Linked DNA regions of Mus musculus: regions 2 and 3 are each linked to region 1. The links are chromatin contacts, called in public Hi-C and promoter capture Hi-C maps. All regions are on one chromosome and are shown on one strand. The core of a region is the stretch at or near the end of the contact, and the rest is flanking DNA. Distances in the headings are between cores, read along the strand shown. Region 1 holds the start of Bcas3os1 (breast carcinoma amplified sequence 3, opposite strand 1). Region 2 overlaps Bcas3 (breast carcinoma amplified sequence 3). Region 3 overlaps Bcas3 (breast carcinoma amplified sequence 3).

What was found. Promoter capture Hi-C pulls out the DNA fragments that hold promoters and counts their contacts. A called contact is a pair of places that touch in the nucleus more often than the background predicts.
Region 2: a contact with region 1 is called in a promoter capture Hi-C map of maxillary cranial neural crest. The contact joins the enhancer-like site here to the promoter of Bcas3os1 in region 1. A contact is called at or near these places in 5 of 39 promoter capture datasets (the 3T3-L1 cell line, cranial neural crest, liver and 1 more), 2 of 484 Hi-C or Micro-C datasets (both in uterus) and 1 of 115 datasets of contacts at active chromatin or transcription factors (epiblast stem cells).
Region 3: a contact with region 1 is called in a Hi-C map of uterus, with 7 times the contacts expected there. The contact joins the enhancer-like site here to the promoter of Bcas3os1 in region 1. A contact is called at or near these places in 4 of 39 promoter capture datasets (cranial neural crest, fetal liver, maxillary cranial neural crest and 1 more) and 3 of 484 Hi-C or Micro-C datasets (all in uterus).

The regions. Positions count from the first base shown.
Region 1 is chr11:85,717,902-85,721,291 of GRCm38.p6, reverse strand. It overlaps Bcas3os1 (breast carcinoma amplified sequence 3, opposite strand 1), which reads left to right and starts at 1,548. Exons shown (of 6, transcript NR_045875.1): 1 at 1,548-1,595. The region is part of intron 22 of Bcas3 (breast carcinoma amplified sequence 3); the gene reads right to left. RefSeq lists an enhancer at 1-3,221.
Region 2 is chr11:85,410,649-85,414,038 of GRCm38.p6, reverse strand. All of the region lies in intron 6 of Bcas3 (breast carcinoma amplified sequence 3), which reads right to left. Among named protein-coding and RNA genes, the nearest start is that of Bcas3, 59 kb to the right of the region's middle. Within about 2 kb of position 1,633, at least 3 of the 459 cell types and tissues checked have an H3K27ac peak or open chromatin away from gene starts, as enhancers often do.
Region 3 is chr11:85,429,938-85,433,327 of GRCm38.p6, reverse strand. The region is part of intron 7 of Bcas3 (breast carcinoma amplified sequence 3); the gene reads right to left. Among named protein-coding and RNA genes, the nearest start is that of Bcas3, 78 kb to the right of the region's middle. Within about 2 kb of position 1,612, at least 24 of the 459 cell types and tissues checked have an H3K27ac peak or open chromatin away from gene starts, as enhancers often do. A contact at or near this core is called in uterus, where this site is marked.

The DNA.
Region 1 (3,390 bases), core at 299-2,798:
GCCACACCAGTTGCTATGCCATCTCCGGATACCTCCGAAAGAACACATTCGAGGCGTTGGTAGTCCAGGCTAGCCTTAGAATACTGGAGGTAGCCAAGGTGCTCTTAAACTTCTGATCCTCCTGTCTCAGCCTCTCAAGTTCAAGGGCGATTAAGCATGAACCTCTGTGCCCAGATTCTAGAACCAGAAGCCTGCCAGGCTCTGGCCCAGCTGTGACCCCTGACTCAGGCATAGCTAGTTCAAACAAGAAGGTTCAATCTATTCCTGTGCATTTATGCGAAGACCAGCATGTCCACCCGAGATCATGAAGATGGTCCCATCCAACAGCACATCAGTTACCATTTTAGGTTTTGAAACTCGGGGGGAAAACATGCAGGGAAGAAATAAACAGCTTTTTTTTTTTTTTAATGTAATAACTGAAGAGTAATGAGGTTGGAAAACAGATGTGGACAGAGGGGAAATCTTGCTACAGTGTGGCCCACACAATCTGGGGAGGAATGATAAAAAGAAAAAACAACACAACTTTACAAGCTGTTTTGAGCCTGGAATTAAAAGGAGTAATCAAGCAAGGCTGCCTTATAAAGGGTCAAGGGGTAGCATCCTGCAGCGGAGAATAAGCAGAGCCCCTGCTCCTGGCCAGCTCAGGCCTCAGCCTGGGAAGAAAGGCTTCCCGGGGCAGCAGCTCTGCAGAGCAGATTCTTGATTCAGTGTTTAATAACTGCCATCTAACCTCCTTCCCCTGCCCACCCGCTCCCCAGGGAGGTACTTCCCTAATGGGTTAGCCCTTTTTAGTCTGGTTTTAGTCTCTGGCTCTTTATATTCTGAGTCGGGCAAGGGGGGGTGGGGTGGGGACCTCAGTCTATTCCTGTGACTTCCAGGCAAAATGTGTCAAATTAGATAAATGTGTCCGAGGCTGGGTTGCGAGCAGAGCACACTCACTCTTTCAATGGTCTCTTCCCACACCCCTTTCACCATGTCTGCCTCTCAGAGTCTATTCAAATGCATAAAACAATTCCAACTGAATCTTCACATGGGGTGTCTAGGGTTTTTTTGTTTGTTTGTTTGTTTGTTTGTTTTGTTTTTGTTTTTTTAAGCTTAGTATACATCACATTTGGGGAGCAACAGAGAGATGTGAATAGAGAGACCCCCAAGCCTGCCCTGTTTCTGAGGTTACCCACAGGAAGGCAACTCCCTTCTACGCCTGTGGCATTGTTTTGTTTATTACGCAGTGACTGTCAGGACACTTATCAGTTTACTAAACTGTGTTAGTCTGTACAGAGTGTCTCCCGACGTGGGGCTGTGAGAGAGCAGCCGTTGCAGTTGTCTGACTTGGCTTCTGAAAGCCTTCAACTACTGAAGTCCAGCCAGCATCTAATTTTACCCGTGAGTTCCAGGAGAGAAGAAAGCTGGTGGGAAGATTACAGAGTTCCTTGAAGCCCTGACCTACAACAGGAAGAGAGTTGTCAGCCGTCATGTCTCTCACCCTAAATTCCAAGGCAAACAACAGTGGCTGAACATTTTATAACACGTTCCCATTGTAAAATTGCATATTCCAGAAACCCGATGCTGGCTCCCTCATTTTCCATAGACCTCATGTAAGTACCAGCGCATGATCTTAAACTGAATATTTTTACTTGAGCTTTTCACTTCCAATTTGTCGAATGTACTTTGGCTTCTCTGACTTTCTTGTAAGGCGGTGGCAATCTGTTTTCACACTAACTCTTGTATGCATTCGGCTCATATCACTGAATTGGCGACCTGGGAATCTCTGAGGACACTGGTGTAAACGAATCACCACCGGGGTCTCAGGGGCTTTCTGTAAAGAGCGGGAGAAGGAGACTTTCCAGGTCTTTCGGCTCACCCGTCAGCAAGTTACTTCACTTCTCCTACACTCACCTGTGAAACGGGTGTATGAACAGCCGCGGCAGGGCAAATGTGAGGACTGATGACAGCCTACTTCGAGGGAGCTGCGCACAGTGCTTAACACAGAGAGGCATTGTCAAGTCTGTCCAAAGCAATGGGGAGAGTACCCACAGTCCTGCTCGGTGAGATGCCACAGTGGCACTCCTTTGGACAAAAGATGACCTCAAGTGCCCTAGAAGCACTAAGGGGATCAGCCAACAGGAGAGTTGGAGAGATAGGGGGTGTCTGGTGTCTACGGGAGATCTCCAACCTGATTGCCCTAGGCCAGGAATGGACAAGTGCCCACTCGAAGGCTGGTGCCCTTGGAACAGAACATGAGCCTCTTAGAAGTAGGTTGATGGAAAGGAAAAAACAAAATGGCTGGAAAAGTTCAACAGGTTCATTGAGCTCCAGATGCTAACCAACCTGCTTTCAGGGGTAGCACTTCCCATTGTTGCCAGAGACCGGTAAAGGACGGTAACAGACAACCTCAGCTTGGCCTGTGAGACAGATCACCTGGGCCCAAGCCCTGCAGCAATTACTGTGCTATGAAAGGCGGAGCTGGACTCTAATAAGTGAGAACAAAGAGCCAACCACCCTGGAACATTTAGCAGACCTCTGGGTCATTATCTGGCTCAGTTTCAGTGTTCTCAAATTCTGTGTGCTCTCGAGAAGAATGGAGATCCACAGATTAGTCCTCTGGGCACCCCTTATTATCCTCAGGTCCCTTCAAAATAAAAACACAAGTAAAAGTAAAACCCATCTAGCAGCTGCTACTACTTCAGCACTGACAGCATACTGGGTGCTACCTTTGCAAGAGGGAACCAGTTAGAAAGGGCTCAGATATAGAAAAGTGATATCCAGTACCAGCCAGGGAACAGCAAGGTTCTTTCTGGCACCCAAACAAGCTCTTTAGGAGAGAAGGGCTGTGCATACATAGACCCTTGGGTTTAAGAAGGAAACTCATCATCTAATCAGAAATGAAACAAGAATCCTCAAGAGCTCAAGGCTCATGGCAACATCTGTCAGTCTAGAATGGATTAATAAAATTACAAGGGATGGTAAAAATCTTATCTCAGAGGAATTACAAACACAAGTCCATATGCTACAACAGGATGGGACAGTCAGTGGTCAATATTTGGCCAGTGTTCTCTGTTTCCTCCCCTGTAAGACCAGAACACATGACAGAGGGCATATCCCAGGCCCATCACCCTTATTAGAAGGCCAGGGCGTAAGGAGTGAGCATCTTTCTGCTATAATACTTAATCCATTTTGTGATGTGTTCATGGGAATTTTGGGGAAGACCCTGCTGGAAGGAGGGCTCGTCAGAGGCGAGGGGCACGAGCACATGAATGAAGCTAGGAAGGTAAGGCATGCTAGGGAGATGCTTAGTAACAAGTCTGTCACACACACAGGGCTCCTCTAGGCAAGAAGTGGGAGTCGAGACGGAAAGCATCAGTTAGAACTGAAGTGGAAACAAGAGTTTGG
Region 2 (3,390 bases), core at 384-2,883, 310 kb after region 1:
ACACATGCAATTCACATACACATAATTAAACACAAACCTTTTAACAAATATAAGTACGGGCTGGCTAGATGGCACAGCAGGTAAGAGCACTGACTGCTCTTCCAAAGGTCCTGAGTTCAAATCCCAGCAATTACATGGTGGCTCACAACCACCCATAATGAGATCTGATGCCCTCTTCTGGTGCATCTGAAGACAGCTACAGTGTACTTACATATAATAACAAATAAATCTTTGAAAAAATGTAATTAAAATAATATCAATATATTATGGGTCTAAATGACATGAAAGGATGTTCAACCACACAAGAGAAATTTCTGATTTTAATTAAGTCACCTAAAGAACAGAGAGCTATGAGGACAGTCAGACTACCCTCTTCATACATCCTGAAAAGAGGGAAACTCCACATGGCAGACTCTCCCTCACTTCCCTGGGAGGAAAGAATGAAAGACAAGCAAACCTGAGTGAGTGCAGTTAAGTCAATTCTTGACTCCACAAATGCCAACAGGACTGTCAGCCACTTTTTGTCTCTACTTTCCTGGGGAGATGCCAACACTGATGCAAAACTCTGTCACACACCATGTGCAAGTTTCTCTGCCATGCCTGTCTCTCACACCATCCTAATCTGCAGTCACCAACTATGTGAGGTCAAGAGATCAGAAGAGAAACTTTTTGCTCCTTCACAATATTGTTGCTAAATTTTAAGGAGTTGGTATGTTTGTATTAGGTATGTATGTATGTGGATGCAAGGTCTTTCGCTGTATAGCTCGGGCTGGCCTAGAATTTGCTTTGTAGAGCAGCCTAGCAGGCCTTGAGCTCAAAGAAATCTGCCTGCCTCTGTCTACTGAGTGCCACTGACCTGGTCAAGATTCTTTAGATCAAAAATAGATAAATAAAACTATCCAGAATGATCTCATAGGAGAGGAATTGATAGTGATACAAACAAATGGATCATCACCTGATCCATCTTATAGATTATTCCTAATACTTTGGATAAAAGTCTGTTTGCTGGGCAAGAACTGACATCCTGAGTTAAATCCCCAGAACCCACAAAAGGAGAGAACAAATTCCCACGAGTTGTCCTCTGACTCCATATGTACTTCCAAGGGACATATATGCACCCCTCCTTCCTCTTCCTCTCTCATACACACACACACACACACAGTGTCATAAACACAATCATGCAAATAATATATAAAATAAATCTCTTAAATAATTTCCACTTAAAATGTAATTATAGTCCTATGATTTTATGTTCATCAAACACAAGATTTAAATTTTGATAGATTTATCAAATTTAATTAATCAAAATTATAAATTCAAAAAGTATTGAATGCACAAATATTGCCCCTGCAATTTTATCCTACAGGTACACTCAGAGATGAGAGAGAACTCACATACATGATTACTTACTCCAGCAATGTTTAAAATAGTGAAGGAAGAAAGAGTCAAATGTGCAGGGAAACGTCCATGCCGCACAGCTGCAGACAAGCCGTGCTGAATGTAAACACTGCCAAGGCAGCAGCTAGAGTGGGGAAGGGGGAGCACACAACAGTGGGAAGACGCAGACCCTCCAGCATCTATACTGATGTCCACACTTCCCGAGGCACAGAAAAGTCATGCTCACTGTTGACAGGAGAGGCAACGGAAATTAGAACACAGGGAAGTGGAAAGAAACTTGTCAATGAGGAAATAGTTTCTGCCTTCTGGTTTTCAGTCCGTGTGATACATAAATTTACTATAAAATGTCTGTGTTCACTTTAAGCAAGAAGCCAAGAAGCGGGAGTGGATGGGTAGGGGAGCAGGGCGGAGGGAGGGTATAGGGAACTTTCAGGATAGCATTTGAAATGTATATAAAGAAAATATCTAAAAAAAAAAAAAAACAAGAAGCCAAATGTCAGGAGTCAAGCTAGTGTTTGTTTTAAATAGGAACACAAGCTGGGCGGATGAAAACATGCTCTTAAGTTATTCTCTCTAAAAATTCTAGAAAAGCAATTACTAAATAAAGTTTTTAAATATGTAATAACCCCAACAAATTTTACAAAGAGATGAGTACTGGTGAATTTAGCAGCTCTAGGTAAAAGCTGAAGGCCCCAGTGGTGGAAAAACACCCAAAGACTAAAGAGACTTTATCTACAGGGTTATAAAAGGCACAGTAAGTGATTGTACCAGGTACACTTGGGACTGGATGTGAAGGAACCCATCTAAATAAAATAAAAAGGGCTGGCTTGTCAGCGGCTACTTGAGAGACTCTCAGATGGCAAAACCTTTACTTCCAGACAACTTAACTCACCCTCCCCATTCCCAACCAACTGAAAGGCAGCTCTCCAGAGAGCAGAGCCCAAAGCTCCAGGTGAGCAAGGATTAAATGACAGCATTAATGCTTAATATTGAACCCACCTTTCCCATGCCTGGGACTCCTCCATCTCTGAGCTTCCCAAACACTAATGTCAGATCTTTATCATGTGTGTCTCCTCTGGGAAAGAGAACAGGCCCAGGACGAAAAACAGACAGAAAAGCACTATCCACCTGAAGACTGCAGGAAACAGGCTCCACAGGGCGATGAAGGTGAGGCTTCAGAGCTGGGAGTCAGCTGGGAGTTTGGCGAGGACAACTATATACAGTCAAGGCTCTACAGTAAGTAGTTTTAAAAAGTGTCTCGACAGGGAAAATTATATCACCATCTTTACTGATTTCCAGGAAATGGGCAGATAGTGATGATAAGAAAAACTGAAATGGATGCAGAAGCCTTGAAGGGCGCTCTGGGACAGCAGAAGCTCAGCCAAGCAGTGCCTGCCCAGAGGCTCAAGGCCCGAGGTTCCATTCCTAGTACTGTGGACGTACTAGGCTTGGCAGCTCATGGCTGCAGACCTAGCACTCTGGACGTAGAGGCAGGAGGTCCAGATCAAGGTCATCCTCAGCTACAAACAAAGACAGGAAAAGAGAGGAATGGAGGGAGGATGTAGGGAGGAGAGGAGGCAGAGGGGGGAGAAGAAACTTCTGAGAAATTTCAAACGGTAAATATTATTTTTAAACTTGAAAATAAGCACCAGAGATATACTGAAGAAAACTTTTCAGAATACTATAAACTATGCACAAGAAATCTTCAAAGTCTGAGTTCAGAGACTCAACGTGGAAGTGGAACCAAAAAGGAAAACCAAAAGTCAGGTGTGCTGGGCGCCTCTCAGGCTCAGCACAGGGAAAGCTGAGGCAGGAGGAACTCCGCAAATTAAGGGCCTGACTCTGTCTCCAAAGCTAAAAAGGAACAAACAAACAAACAAACAAACAAAATATTTGTTCAAGATCCAAACACTACATGGTACTCCAAAATACATGGTTTTTGTTACTATATAAAAATTTTTAAATAAAATAACATGTCTGTTCAAACATATT
Region 3 (3,390 bases), core at 363-2,862, 290 kb after region 1:
CAAAGCAAGCTCAGAGACCACAAGTAGAACCCACCATGGAACAGTCTGCCTACTTTTCTTACTCCACTGTCACTGAAAAATCCAGAATCTATTACTGTGTGTGACATTTAAGTATAAATGAAATCAACATACACCAGGTCCTGCTCCCAGGCATCTGGACTCAGTGCCAGCAGGTCCCAGACCTCCTCAGGCTCTACCAGGCATCAGGCACACACATGAACATTAACAATAAAATAATTTTCAACTGTTTACACAAGGAGTGGGTCAGGAGCCAGTTGTGCCTCAAACACTGATGCCTTACTTCTATTTTGGGTGTGATTCAAACCTCTCACTATCTACACCTTCTGCATGGCCTAACAGGCTCGCTCGCTCTTCTGTTCCAAGAGCCTCAGACTAGACTCGACTCCCCTGATTTTCCAGAGTGCTGCGATTATTCTGTGCCACAATACCGGAATAACACTATTCAGCTTGTAGAACCTGAACCGGTGCTACTAAACAGTACTGAATACACAAATGTTAGCTGTCTGCTACCGAGGAACACCCAGGTATAGTGTTAAACCTAGTTACTCTTCATGAAACTATTTTGCACCTGGCACAGCTGTTCACACCTTTATCCCAGCACTCCAGGCAGAGGCTGGAGATCTCTGTGGTTTAGTCTGGTCTACACAATGAGTTTCAGACCAACAGGACTATGTATGTAGTAAGATTGTCTAAAAATAAAGGTTTATAATTATTTAAAAATTTACAGAAACAGATATATAACTAAACAAAGCCTGTTAAAATGTCTTGACAATACCATTACTTATTAGACAGACACATACACAGTTTGACTCACAGGTAGAACGGAGCAAAGCAAGGGAACGTAAAATAACAAGGGGACTGTAAGCTGCATATTGCCTTTAACATGAGCAATTTAATTCTGAAGTAATCCATTAGATGTGAACACATATCATTGTCTTGGGACTGAATACAACTTACCCTGGGTAGAGAAGAAGACAGTAATTATTTGTAACATGATTTGAAATTTGGGAGTTCAAAGAAATACCCTCATACACAAAACCATGCAGTTGCATGGTCACAGGTGAAAAAGAAAAATGCCACCGTTACACTGGAGCAATTAGTGACCTAATCACACAAGGATGTGGGTCTCAGCACAGCCTTGAATGAAATTTAATATTCTGTTACAAGGAATAAAAATTCACTTTACTGCCCAGGATCAAAAAAAAAAAAATTCACAGCATCCGAACTGTAAAAATTATAGCCGTCCTTTCTGGCCGCCAAACCAGGTTTCTCCCTGAAGTGATGACTTCCATGGCTTTAAGAAGCCATCACGCTGCTGCCCTTCCTTCTGCCATGAATTACCTAAAAAGTCCTTCAGGAAGACTGGGAAAGCCTGGAACTGGAGATCCGAGGTCACAGAGACCTGGACACCAGGCTGGATAATATTCCATCTTGGCGCCTACACCTGTGGCTAGAGCACAGAAACGCTCTCTGCAGAGAATTTTCCACACATGTATACAGGAGGCCAGCAATCTTCTGCAAGACTGACGAATCCTCTGGACCTCAGGGGATACTGGGAGCTTTCCCTCTGCTCCTTCTCAGTCCCCAGAGTACTAACAATGGAGTCTGCAAATTCCCATCTCTGCTTCGAGGACTAAGCCAGTAAACTGTGGTCACACTGACACTAAATGTCTTCAGAATTCATTTCATAAAGCACGCGTTAGGGCCTGAGTTCTCCTTTTTAAAGGGGGACTTTAACACACACACACAAAGCTTCTTTATACTTTTGGACCCAAATCTTAAAGTAGAAACTTTGAAAAGGAAAAAAAAATTAAAATAAAAACCTAAGTCTAGCAAGCCTCAGCTTACTGGCTCTCTGTCACATTGATTTATGACAGTTATTTCTTAGGGGAAAGGAAGACACAGATGCAAACAATTACTCTATTTTTGCAGGCAACAAGTGAGGTGGGTGGTAACTGAGAAATTTTTTTTTAATTCTGTCACAATATTCTGCTTTTTCTTAAGAAACCCTCCTCACACAACAAACGTTCGCCACATCAGAGAATTTCCAGGGCCTGAAGCGCCGCTTTGATTCCAGACCGCTGCAGGCATTAGCAGGAGGTAATTAGGGTAAAAAGTTCAGCCACAGTTCCATGGCTAGAGTCCTGCCAGAAATAAATTTCCTCCCTGTTCACTGTACCCCTCCCTACAGATCATATTGAAAACACATTTATCTTTGTAGAGCTTGTTCCTCTTCTAATTAACTTTATGGCGTTTACAGCATTTAATAATTTAAAATGGCTGCGATCGCAGCAGTTTTATCTTTCATGGTAGATGAGTGTGTTATCATTTCTCCCACACTGCTGTTTGACGAGTGACTCACAGACCTGCACTGCAGCTGTTTATCCCACTCTCTGATTCTTCCTAACCAAAGCTTTTCTTTTCCCTTGTTAGAGAAAGAAACAAAGCTGACAAACCTATCCATAGGTATCCTCTCAATTCTCACCAAAACCGGAAATGATTCGGGAGTAAAGTGAATTTACAGTCAAGGCAGAGATCTCTCACTGTTTTTTACAGTGTTTCAGATTTTTCACACAGAGAAATATAGACTGTTATATTCAAGACATAAAAGACATATTAGACACGTGAGTTTCAATAATTTAAAACTGCAGGGCAATCAAAGCACCTTCTCCATCTCATCCTTACAAGTGCCTTTGCCTACACCCACATCAGGACAGTTAGCTCTCTGCTTTAACCCTCACTGAACTTGCTGTTTGAAAAACAAAATGCTAATAGAGTCTGAGCCATAGCCCTCACCATCATGATTTTGTGACAGAATAAAATCAGTATCAAGAACTCAATCCAATGCCTTTGTAAACAATGAACTTAAGGGGAATAAAACTGCCTTATGATAGAATAACAGTAATAACCCTTGAATACAAAAATATATTTTTAAATAATATCCATTTGTTTATGAGCATAAAACAATAATACTTTGATGGGATTATGATGTTGTCAATGTTTTCCAATAAAATAAGAAAAAATACAAAAGAATTCTTTTTCAAAAGCCAAACTACTTGGTCCACACTACTGTGCAGTATGAGTAAGAACTACCCAGGCATAAAGGGGCACCATGGCTCCACGGAGCACACAGCAGAACGAACCTCCAAGGGCCCTGCAAAACACAGCCTCCTCACTTCACGCCATATGACCTTTCCCACTAAGTGACTATGCACAACTTCCTGTCTCACCTCTTTCCCATTCATGGTCTAAAAGACACTGGGGACTTATGCTGCAATCTAGGGTCTGTTCTACCCAGGCCTGTGCCACAAAATCATGTTTTGTGCTATTACAGTTGAACTGACATTGCTCAAACATAAAGAGACACTA